Linked DNA regions of Sus scrofa: all the other regions are linked to region 3. Evidence: chromatin contacts called from public HiChIP or PLAC-seq data. All regions are on one chromosome and are shown on one strand. The core of a region is the stretch at or near the end of the contact, and the rest is flanking DNA. Distances in the headings are between cores, read along the strand shown. Region 1 holds the start of PSMD12 (26S proteasome non-ATPase regulatory subunit 12). Region 2 overlaps PITPNC1 (phosphatidylinositol transfer protein, cytoplasmic 1). Region 3 overlaps PITPNC1 (phosphatidylinositol transfer protein, cytoplasmic 1).

Region 1 (2,776 bases), core at 205-2,704, 220 kb before region 3:
TAAATTCTTTTTCTGGAAAAAAGAAAAGCATTAAAATAGTTCTTTCGAAGAATTCAATGTGAAGTATTACTTGACACCCCTCCTGACCCTAAACATATTATGTTTTAATGTACTGAGGTAGTAAGCTCCTTTAGAGACCAAAAAAAAAAAAAAAAAAAAAAAAACAAACAAAAAAAAACCCTATTAGTGAAAGCATCCCAAATGAACAGCAATAAATGTTTGTGGCTGGATTGATGAAGGAATTTAATGAGGCCTCAGCAGAATCCTTAACAACATCCCATGATGGAACTGATTCAACAACCATCCAAACCTTAGTCAGGCAAACCTAGATTTAAATCCCTGGTTCTATCTATTACTAACTGTTCTGACGGACAAACAATTCTGAGTCTTGGTTTCTTTACCTATAAAATGACCCACAAAGTTGCCTGACACAGCAGGGGGCATGATAAATGTTTGGATTAAGTAAAATTTCTTTTTCATGGGAAATAAGCAGTTGGGCTAAACTACTGTCCATGACCCCCGCTCCTGTGACTCTGCACTTTCGTGCTTATTTGTCTATTTCCCGCAGGTCCTGCTCCGCGGATGACTCCTCCCCATCCCAATCTTACTCACTCCTCAAGCCCTAATACAAACGTCAGCTTCTCTGTAAAACTCTCCCTTATCCCATCTCTAAGAACAAACAGCTTCCTCCTGTGTTTCAGTAACACTTTTATATTTGTACAGCACTCACCACCATGCGTGACTTGTCTACCTCCTTGCCTACATGAACTCCTTAAGGACAGGGATCCTGTGTTAATCACCTTCGTCCTATCACTTTCCTGTCCCTTCTTCTGGCCAAAGGCCAAGCACTTCGCCACGATCCATAAGCAACAAGAGAAATTGATCCGGCAAGAGCAACGAATCTAAACCTTCTGATCTAGCGTGAATGCTGAAATGGCCTTAACCCCCGAGAAACTACTAAAGTAAACGTGAAACAAAATCCAAGAAAAGGCAAAAAGTACTATGAAGTCTCATCCCCCTCCAGGAATTGAAGTGACCATCGGTCTTGGGGAAGGTCTGGGAAGCTGTAAGCCCTAACGTACTCTGGGTGCGGGATCTCCCTATTCAGGCAGACCTGGGATCTCCTACTTCTGCAGGCAATAGGGGGATGAGCACTCCAGCCCGCAGGCCCCCAGAGGCCTAAGCAAGCTCCGCGCCGTGACTCAGCCCCTGGCGCCCGCCAAGAAGCAGCCGGCCTCCCCTTACCTTGGCCAGCTTCTCGCACTCGGGCAGCCGCTGATCCACTGTGGCGCTGTAGTCCACCTCCATCTTCACGATGCGCCCATCAGCCCGCTCCGAGCCGCCGTCCGCCATGGTCCTCGCCTAAGCGTCCCTTGCTGTCCCCCTGCTTCGGCCACCACTCGTCAGCCACACCGGAAGCCGCCGGCGCACCCGCTCAGGCAGTGCCTGGGCAGCCCGCGCGAAGGACCCCCACGAGGACCCCTGCGCCGGGCGCCAGGCAGGCACTGCCGCAGACAGCCCTGAGGGCGGAGCTAGGAGCGGGCTCCGCCCCGCCCGCCAAGTCCGGTTTTCGTCTGGTGACAGACTTCTCTAAATTTGCGGTGAGGAAAGCGAGTGTTATCAAATAGGCTGTCGTATATATCTTCTCACACCTCTGCTTTGAAATATTGCGATTTCTCGGAACCATGGGCGAGTCACTGAACTTTTCTTGGATTTCGGTTTTCTCGCGGCTCCAGGAGCAGGCTGAAAGAAACCCCGAAGAAAAAAGTTCTCAGGTTTCTTCTGGTTGAGAGTCTTGGTGGCTTCATCTGTGAAATCTCCTCAAGCTCATAAGAAAAGCCATGGCAGTGGTTCGGTAGTGCAATAGGTAAATATTATGTTGATAAGAATCTTTACAAAAGACTATTTTTGCTTTTTCCCTGAAAGACCTTTTTGAGCATCAAACGAGATTTTGTATAGGAACCTATTTCCAATTCTTAAGAACCATACAAGTTTTTTTCATTACTACCCACACCATCTAGGTCCCTTTTAAAAAAGCTTAAGACCTTGAAAGTGAGAAGGAGGTTGTGTGTGGTGTGGTCCAGGTGTCAACAGTAGCCTGGGAAGCAAATGGAAATCTTAGTGTGGTCTGCCCGTTATGTTAGTGGTTCTCAGTTTAATTAGCCTCAAGCTCCCTTTATAAGTGCTGAATAGACCTTAAAAACAAACAAACAAAAAAACTGTTCTGTAATGAAAATCATGGTAATATAACCCATCTACACACATAATTAAAAAAATAGTCCTAGATCTAATGTAAAGGAGAAAGATTGCAAAATACCAAAATAATATATTTCAAAATATAAAGGCTAGGAGTTCATAGTGGCACAGTGGTTAGCGAATCCGACTAGGAACCATGAGGTTGCAGGTTCGATCCCTGGCCTTGCTCAGTGGGTTAAGGATCTGGCGTTGCTGTGAGCTGTGGTGTGGGTCACAGACGTGGCTCGGATCCCACGTTGCTGTGGCTGTGGTGTAGGCCGGTGGTTACAGCTCTGATTAGACCCCTAGCCTGGGAACCTCCATATGCCGTGGGAGCAGCCCTAGGAAAGGCAAAAAGACAAAAACAAAACAAAACAAAACAAAACAAAAAACAAAATATAAAGGCTAAAACATGTCTGCAGTAGAAATACAAAGAAGTAGTCATTTGCTCGTATGCATATCCACTACCTTAACTATAAATGCAAAAGTTACAGCTGCCACGGGTGTATTCTGTTGATTACTTGAAGCATGAGGGTAGAAT
Region 2 (2,956 bases), core at 304-2,803, 150 kb before region 3:
CAGTTTCTATGCCTGCTTCTGTCCTGTGTCATTGATGAGTGTCCTACTGTTGACTTAGGAAACAAAACAGAATAATACACCAAGCACTGTCTTTAGTTAATTAAGACTGTGCAGAATAGGATTCAAAACAGCTGTGTTTGCTGTTGGCGTGGCCGTTATCATCCCCGTCACACCCGGGTTCTGTCACAACAGTACCACATTTGTAAAAACAAAAGTTTAGAAAGGAAAAGGATGACTGTTCTCCCTCCAGCTACCAGTACAACCCACAGCCTCAGCTCCTAGTAGTTATTTAATTTTGTGTCTGGTAACAGGGCTCAGAGACATTTCTGTGAAGCAGATGTGTGAAGGGCTGAGCCTTATGCAAGCTCATTTCCTACAGAAACAAAGATATTCTGCAGCCTTAGAGGGGAAAGGGTTGTGACATTACTCGAAGATGCTTCCTTTTTGAATGCATTTGAGTAGCTTCACGGGTTGGTGTAGAATGTCATCCAGTTTATCACCTTTTGCCACATTTCTTGTAAGCGATGAACAGAGAAAGAGGATGAAGGAGAAAATAAAACGAACAGGGAAGCAGAAGAAGCAAAGGAGCAAGTAAAAAAAGACAAAACCGGGAGTTCTTATTGTGGCTCAGCAATCACGAACCCAACTAGTATCCAGGAGGACACAGGTTCGGTCCCTGACCTTGCTCAGTGGGTTAAGGATCTGGCATTGCTGTGAGCTGGGATATAGGTCGCAGATGTGGCTCAGATCCTGCGTTGCTGTGGCTGTGGCGGAGGTCAGCAGCTGCGGCTCTGGTTCCACTCCTAGCCTGGGAACTTCCAAATGCCACAAAAGTGTGGCCCTAAAACAAGAAGGACAAAACCCAAAAACCTCTTTTCCCAGCTTTGGATGTAAAACTTATCGAGGCAGGAGGAGAGTGAAAACATCTGCCTGAAGTGAGAGCTGTCTGTAGGCTGCATTCAGGTTATCACAGGTCGCCTGGTGCCTGGAATGCAGCCCTAACTGGGGTGAGGCTAGTGAGATATGTCTCTCGGGCTCCCAATTTAAGGAGGAGCCCCCAAACTCAATAATCACGATGGATACGATTTTCAACCCGATGTATTAAAAAATATATATATATCATGAATGCAAAGTATCCATGCTGAGCAACATACCGAATGTCGAGGACAGGGTCTGACACTGCCCTGGAAAACCGAACCTGATTTACCTCCCGCTCTAAAGACACTGAGCGCTTGAAAGGAAAACTTTCTTCTTGCTCTAGGCCTGGCTTTGCTCTGGCTTTGAATTCTAGTGCCTTTCCAGACCAGCTCTGTGACCTCAGGCTCATGAATCCACCTTTCTGAGCTGCCTTTTTGGGGTGATTTAAAAATTAGGCCTGTGATGCACTGGGCACATAGTTGATGCCCGATAAACCACAGCTCCAAATAAGTCATAGTTATTTCCAAAGAATTCAGGTCTTCAGGAGACCCAAGCAGGTCCTGCCTCTTACGCCTCTTAACACAGCACCACTTTCACTTTATAGGATGTCTCGGAGTAGAGCCTGTGCTTTGAACACTCCTACATCCGTTCGACTGCTTGGTAACCCATTTCCTGTTTAGTCATAGCTCCTTGCCCTGGGCTGGGCCATGAGCGGTGAACTTCCCTGTTAGGGCAACTCAGCCTTCTGAAGCCATCCAGAAATTAGGTTCGGGGGCGGCTTCTATTTAGTAAGGCCTCCCCCGTCATTGTGAGTCTCTCTCAATAGCATTTCCACACCTGATGATTCATCTCAGTGACGCCGCACCTCTGATTGTCACTTAAACTGTCCACCACCCTGAACTGGCCTCTGAATGGCTCCGCAGAGATGGGACCCCATGTCCCATAAGGTAGGACTGAAGCTGGCACAGGAGGCCGCGTGAAAATCTCCCCGGCAGGACGGTGGAGCGGGAATCTGGTTACTGCTTGATACAGAAAAGCGGAAAGCTCCCTATTCCTTCTCCCTCATTGTCCAAGGCAGGTGGAACCATTTTTCCAGCCGGAATTTCTTCTAATCTGATTATAGTTGCACAGACGACAAACCCGAGCCCTGGGTTCAATTCTTCTCCTCCTTCCTCCTAAGGATGCAAAATCAGATGGGAAAATGACTTCAACATCTTCTCAGACTTCGAGGGTCTTGGTTATCCCGAACCGGCCGTACCGTTTGGACACGATCACTGCGCCCTGCTCTTCGGCGAGAGGCAGATGTGAAGTTGGAACTACACATTTCTGGTTTCAGTCGTGTGTGGGCTTTGGATCTAAGCTCTTCTTTTCCACTTAATTAGTTAATAGGAATTTATTGAGCTGGGCGCAAAATGATCCACAAGCCTAGGAGGATGTGATTTTTGCCCCCGAAGTGTTTATGATGTGCTTGGGGGGAATAAACTGTGCCGGGGCTGAGCCTTGAGTTTATCCTCCTACTGCGTTTTTTTTATGTTTTTTTTTTTTTCTGCCCTTGAAATATTGCTCAAATCTGGTCTCCTCCTCTTTCACCCTCTGGGCATTTGCTCTTGCTTTAGGGCTCTCTCTCCTCATTTACAGCCCGGTCTGTAGAAGAGCCCTGCTGAGCTATATGGGAGACTTGAGGCAAGGAAAACTGCCCCCCTAGGTACACTTATCAAAACATCCTCCCATATGGAGAGCCAAGTGGGAAAAGTTAATAAAAGCTCTACCAAAAAAAAAAGAAATATACCACATATAAAGCCTCAGGTTGTCCAATCTGTTTCAGTATCCTTGTCCACCCTCATAAACCCACCCAGCGTGATGGGGGGTGGGGGAGGTGGAGGGATGGTGCTTTCAGTTGCATCATAAGGCAGGTTCATAAAACAAACAGCAACATTCTGTGTTTACTTTTAATTTGGATTTTTTTTTTTTTGCATTAATCTTGATTTCTAAAAAATATTGCACGAGTTCCTGTTGCGGCTCAGTGGGTTAAGAACCC
Region 3 (3,133 bases), core at 369-2,868:
TAAAACCAGGTCAGAAAACTCCTCCAGTGCCAGACAGAAAAATGCCTCCTGCAGTTATCAGGAAATTGAGTGAATTCAGTAGGCATTCATAGCGCTCCTGTTCGGTACTGGCACCCAAGCATGATCCCTAACGGTTTACAGTGGAGAGCTCTGTGCTGTGTATTATCTCACTGAACATGCACCACATCTCAAGGCAGATACGATTGTAATCAGTTCGCTGATGAGGGCATTGCGATTGAGAAAGGTCTAAATAAATTGCCCAAGGCCACGCAGTTAATAACGGACAAAACTGGGGTCCTCAGTCGTTTGACTGTGTCTTCTTTGCTCTTTCCACCCTCCTCCTCAGCTGCCAAGAAGCAAATCCTGTGGCCAGAGTGGACCTCGGTGGGGAGCATCTGCCCTAAACTGGCTGTCTGAATTAATGCAACAAGGGGTGATGGGGGATAAATGAGGGAATTATCCAGTAGTTGGGTTGAAAAAGTCTTCAATATGTAAACAAGCCTTACATAAATCATGGAAAATGGGATTGAGAGCAGAGAGTAAACAGGTAAAAATATTTTATCAAGCCTGGGGGAAAACACACTTTTCCTCAAATACCCATGTGGTATTTCTCGCTTTTTTTTTTTTTTTTTTTTTGTCTTTTTGTCATTTCTTGGGCCGCTTCCGCTGCGTATGGAGGTTCCCAGGCTAGGGGTCCAATCAGAGCTGTAGCCACCAGCCTACACCAGAGCCACAGCAACGCGGGATCCGAGCCGCATCTGTGACCTACACCACAGCACACGGCAATGCCAGATCCTTAACCCACTGAGCAAGGCCAGGGATTGAACCTGCAACCTCATGGTTCCTAGTCAGATTCATTAACCACTGAGCCATGATGGGAACTCCTCTCTCTTTTTTTAATCTCGGCAGCTGCAGCAATTCCAGATCCTTTAACCCACTGTGCCAGGCTGGAGATTGTACCTGCATCCTGGTGCTACAGAGACCTAATGATTTCTTTGCACCACAGCAGGAACTCCTGACCCTTTTTCAGCCAAACCTAAATTCAGATGCCTTCAAAAAGATGTTTAAGGTGTTCCCATTGTGGCTCAGCAGAAACGAACACAACTAGTATCCACGAGGATGTGGGCTCGATCCCAGGCCTCGCTTGGTGGGTTAAGGATCCAGCCTTGCTGCAAGCTGCAGCACAGGCAGCTGCAGCTCTGATTCAGCCCCTTGTCTAGGAACTCACATATGCTGCAAATGTGAACCTAAAAAGAAAAAAAAAAATGTTTAGAGAGTAAAGCATTGCACTGATTCCTTCTAGTGTACTTTTCATTTCTGTCATTGTGTTGTTCATCTGTGTGTTCTTTAAATCTTCTAGCTCTTTGTTAAATATTTCTTGTATCTTCTTGGTCTGTGCCTCCAATCTTTTTCCTAGATCTTGGCTCATCTTTACTATCATTGCTCTGAATTCTTTTTCAGGTAGACTGCCTGTCTCCACTTCAATTAGTTGTTCTTCTGACACATATTTCTCTTTCTCATTTTGTCTCACTTGCTGTGTTTGTGGTCTCCATTCTGCAGGCTGCAGGATCATAGTACCTCTTGCTTCTTGTATCTGCCCCCTGGTGGATGGGGTTGGTCCAGGGGCTCATGCAGGCTTCCTAGTGGGAGGGACTGGTGCCTGCCCACTGGTCAGTGGAGCTATGTCTTGTCCCTCTCATGGCCAGGGACATATCAAGGGGCGTGTTTAGAGGCCAGGTGGCCGAGGCCAGGCAATATTAGGCAGCCTATCTGCTGATAGGTGGGGCTGTATTTCCACCCTATTGGTTGTTTGACCTGAGGTGTCGCAGCACTGGAGCCTGCAGGCTCTTAGGTGGGGCCCGGTCTTGGTGCTGAAATGGCAACCTCCAGAAGAGCTCACACAGATCAATATTCCTTGGGGCCTCCGCCAGCAGTCCTCAACCCCAGAGTGAGCCACAGCCAACTCCCACCTCCCCAAGAGGCCCTCCAGGACCCTCAGGTAGCTCTGGCCCAGGCTCCTATGGAGTCACTGCTTTGCCCTGGGTCCCAGTGCATGTGAAACCTTGAGTGTGCCCTCCACGAGTGGACTCTGTTTCCCCCAGTCCTCTGGAGCTCCTGCACTCGAGCCCCACTGGTCTTCAAAGCCAAATGCTCTGGAGACCCCTCTTCCTGATGCCAGACCTGCAGGCAGGGGAGTCTCACATGGGGCTCAGCATTCTCACTTCTGTGAGAGAACTTCTGTGATATAATTATTTTCCTGTTGGTGGGTTGCCCACCCGGCAGGTATGACATTTGATTATATCGTGAAAGTGCCCTCCTTCTGTCTCTGTGGCTTCTTCCATGTCTTTGGATATAGAATATCTTTTTTTTTTTTTTTTTGTAGTTTCTAGCCTTTTTTGTTGATGGTTGTCCAACAGTTATTTGTGATTTTGATATTGCTCTGAGAGGAGGTGAGCTCAGGTCCTTCTGCTCTGCCATCTTGTCTCCTCTCCAGGGAAGCATTGCATTGAAAACTGCCTTTTTCAAAAAAGCTCAACAGAGTCCCTTTACATTCAGCCAAGTGGCCATGAAGAGAAAAGCATGTAAATGCAGGCTGGGGACCCCGGGGCCATATTTGGATGACCAGGTGTGGAATAAGGACCCTTTGCCTGGAAGACTGTACATCCATCTCAGAAACATTTTTAAAGCTGAGCTTCATAATATAATGGAAACGCTGACACAACCTGCTATCAGCAACCACGATATTAAACAGGCACAGAGCCAACAGCAATGGCATGGAGCCAGGAAGGAGAGATTAGCATCACAAGTAAGAGATTTTAGGCTTTGAGCCAGGAGAGGTTTTTTTTTTTTTTTTTTTTTTTTTTCTTTTCATTAAAAAATAGTAATAAAAAGGAAGAGAGAACGAACAAAAAAAGAGGAAAGGTGCAAAAGAATTCTTATTTAGCAGCCCTTTTTCAGATGGTTCTTCTGGAATATCTGGATAAGCATAGTAACAAACCACTGTCCATCTGAAAATTTGGCAGTTGCTTGACCTTAAAATGGTCTTGGCAGAAACCCTTCCGACCGGCCCCCTTGGCTGTCCTTGGTTAGCCCTTGTGCAGAATGGGGTATGCTACCGGCAGCAGAGGGAAAT

What was found. HiChIP or PLAC-seq counts read pairs in DNA pulled down with a chosen protein or histone mark.
Region 1: an H3K27ac HiChIP or PLAC-seq map of alveolar macrophages shows a contact between it and region 3. The contact joins the promoter of PSMD12 here to the enhancer-like site in region 3. A contact is called at or near these places in 6 of 47 Hi-C or Micro-C datasets (blood, liver, retroperitoneal adipose tissue and 2 more) and 1 of 2 datasets of contacts at active chromatin or transcription factors (alveolar macrophages).
Region 2: an H3K27ac HiChIP or PLAC-seq map of alveolar macrophages shows a contact between it and region 3. The contact joins two enhancer-like sites. A contact is called at or near these places in 2 of 2 datasets of contacts at active chromatin or transcription factors (alveolar macrophages and skeletal muscle).

The regions. Positions count from the first base shown.
Region 1 is chr12:13,728,618-13,731,393 of Sscrofa11.1, forward strand. PSMD12 (26S proteasome non-ATPase regulatory subunit 12) reads right to left here and starts at 1,455. Exons shown (of 11, transcript XM_003482961.3): 1 at 1,246-1,455. The coding sequence starts at 1,353.
Region 2 is chr12:13,790,223-13,793,178 of Sscrofa11.1, forward strand. The region is part of intron 1 of PITPNC1 (phosphatidylinositol transfer protein, cytoplasmic 1); the gene reads left to right. Among named protein-coding and RNA genes, the nearest start is that of PITPNC1, 50 kb to the left of the region's middle. Within about 2 kb of position 1,554, at least 32 of the 83 cell types and tissues checked have an H3K27ac peak or open chromatin away from gene starts, as enhancers often do. A contact at or near this core is called in alveolar macrophages, where this site is marked.
Region 3 is chr12:13,944,168-13,947,300 of Sscrofa11.1, forward strand. The region is part of intron 5 of PITPNC1 (phosphatidylinositol transfer protein, cytoplasmic 1); the gene reads left to right. Among named protein-coding and RNA genes, the nearest start is that of NOL11, 90 kb to the right of the region's middle. Within about 2 kb of position 1,619, at least 3 of the 83 cell types and tissues checked have an H3K27ac peak or open chromatin away from gene starts, as enhancers often do. A contact at or near this core is called in alveolar macrophages, where this site is marked.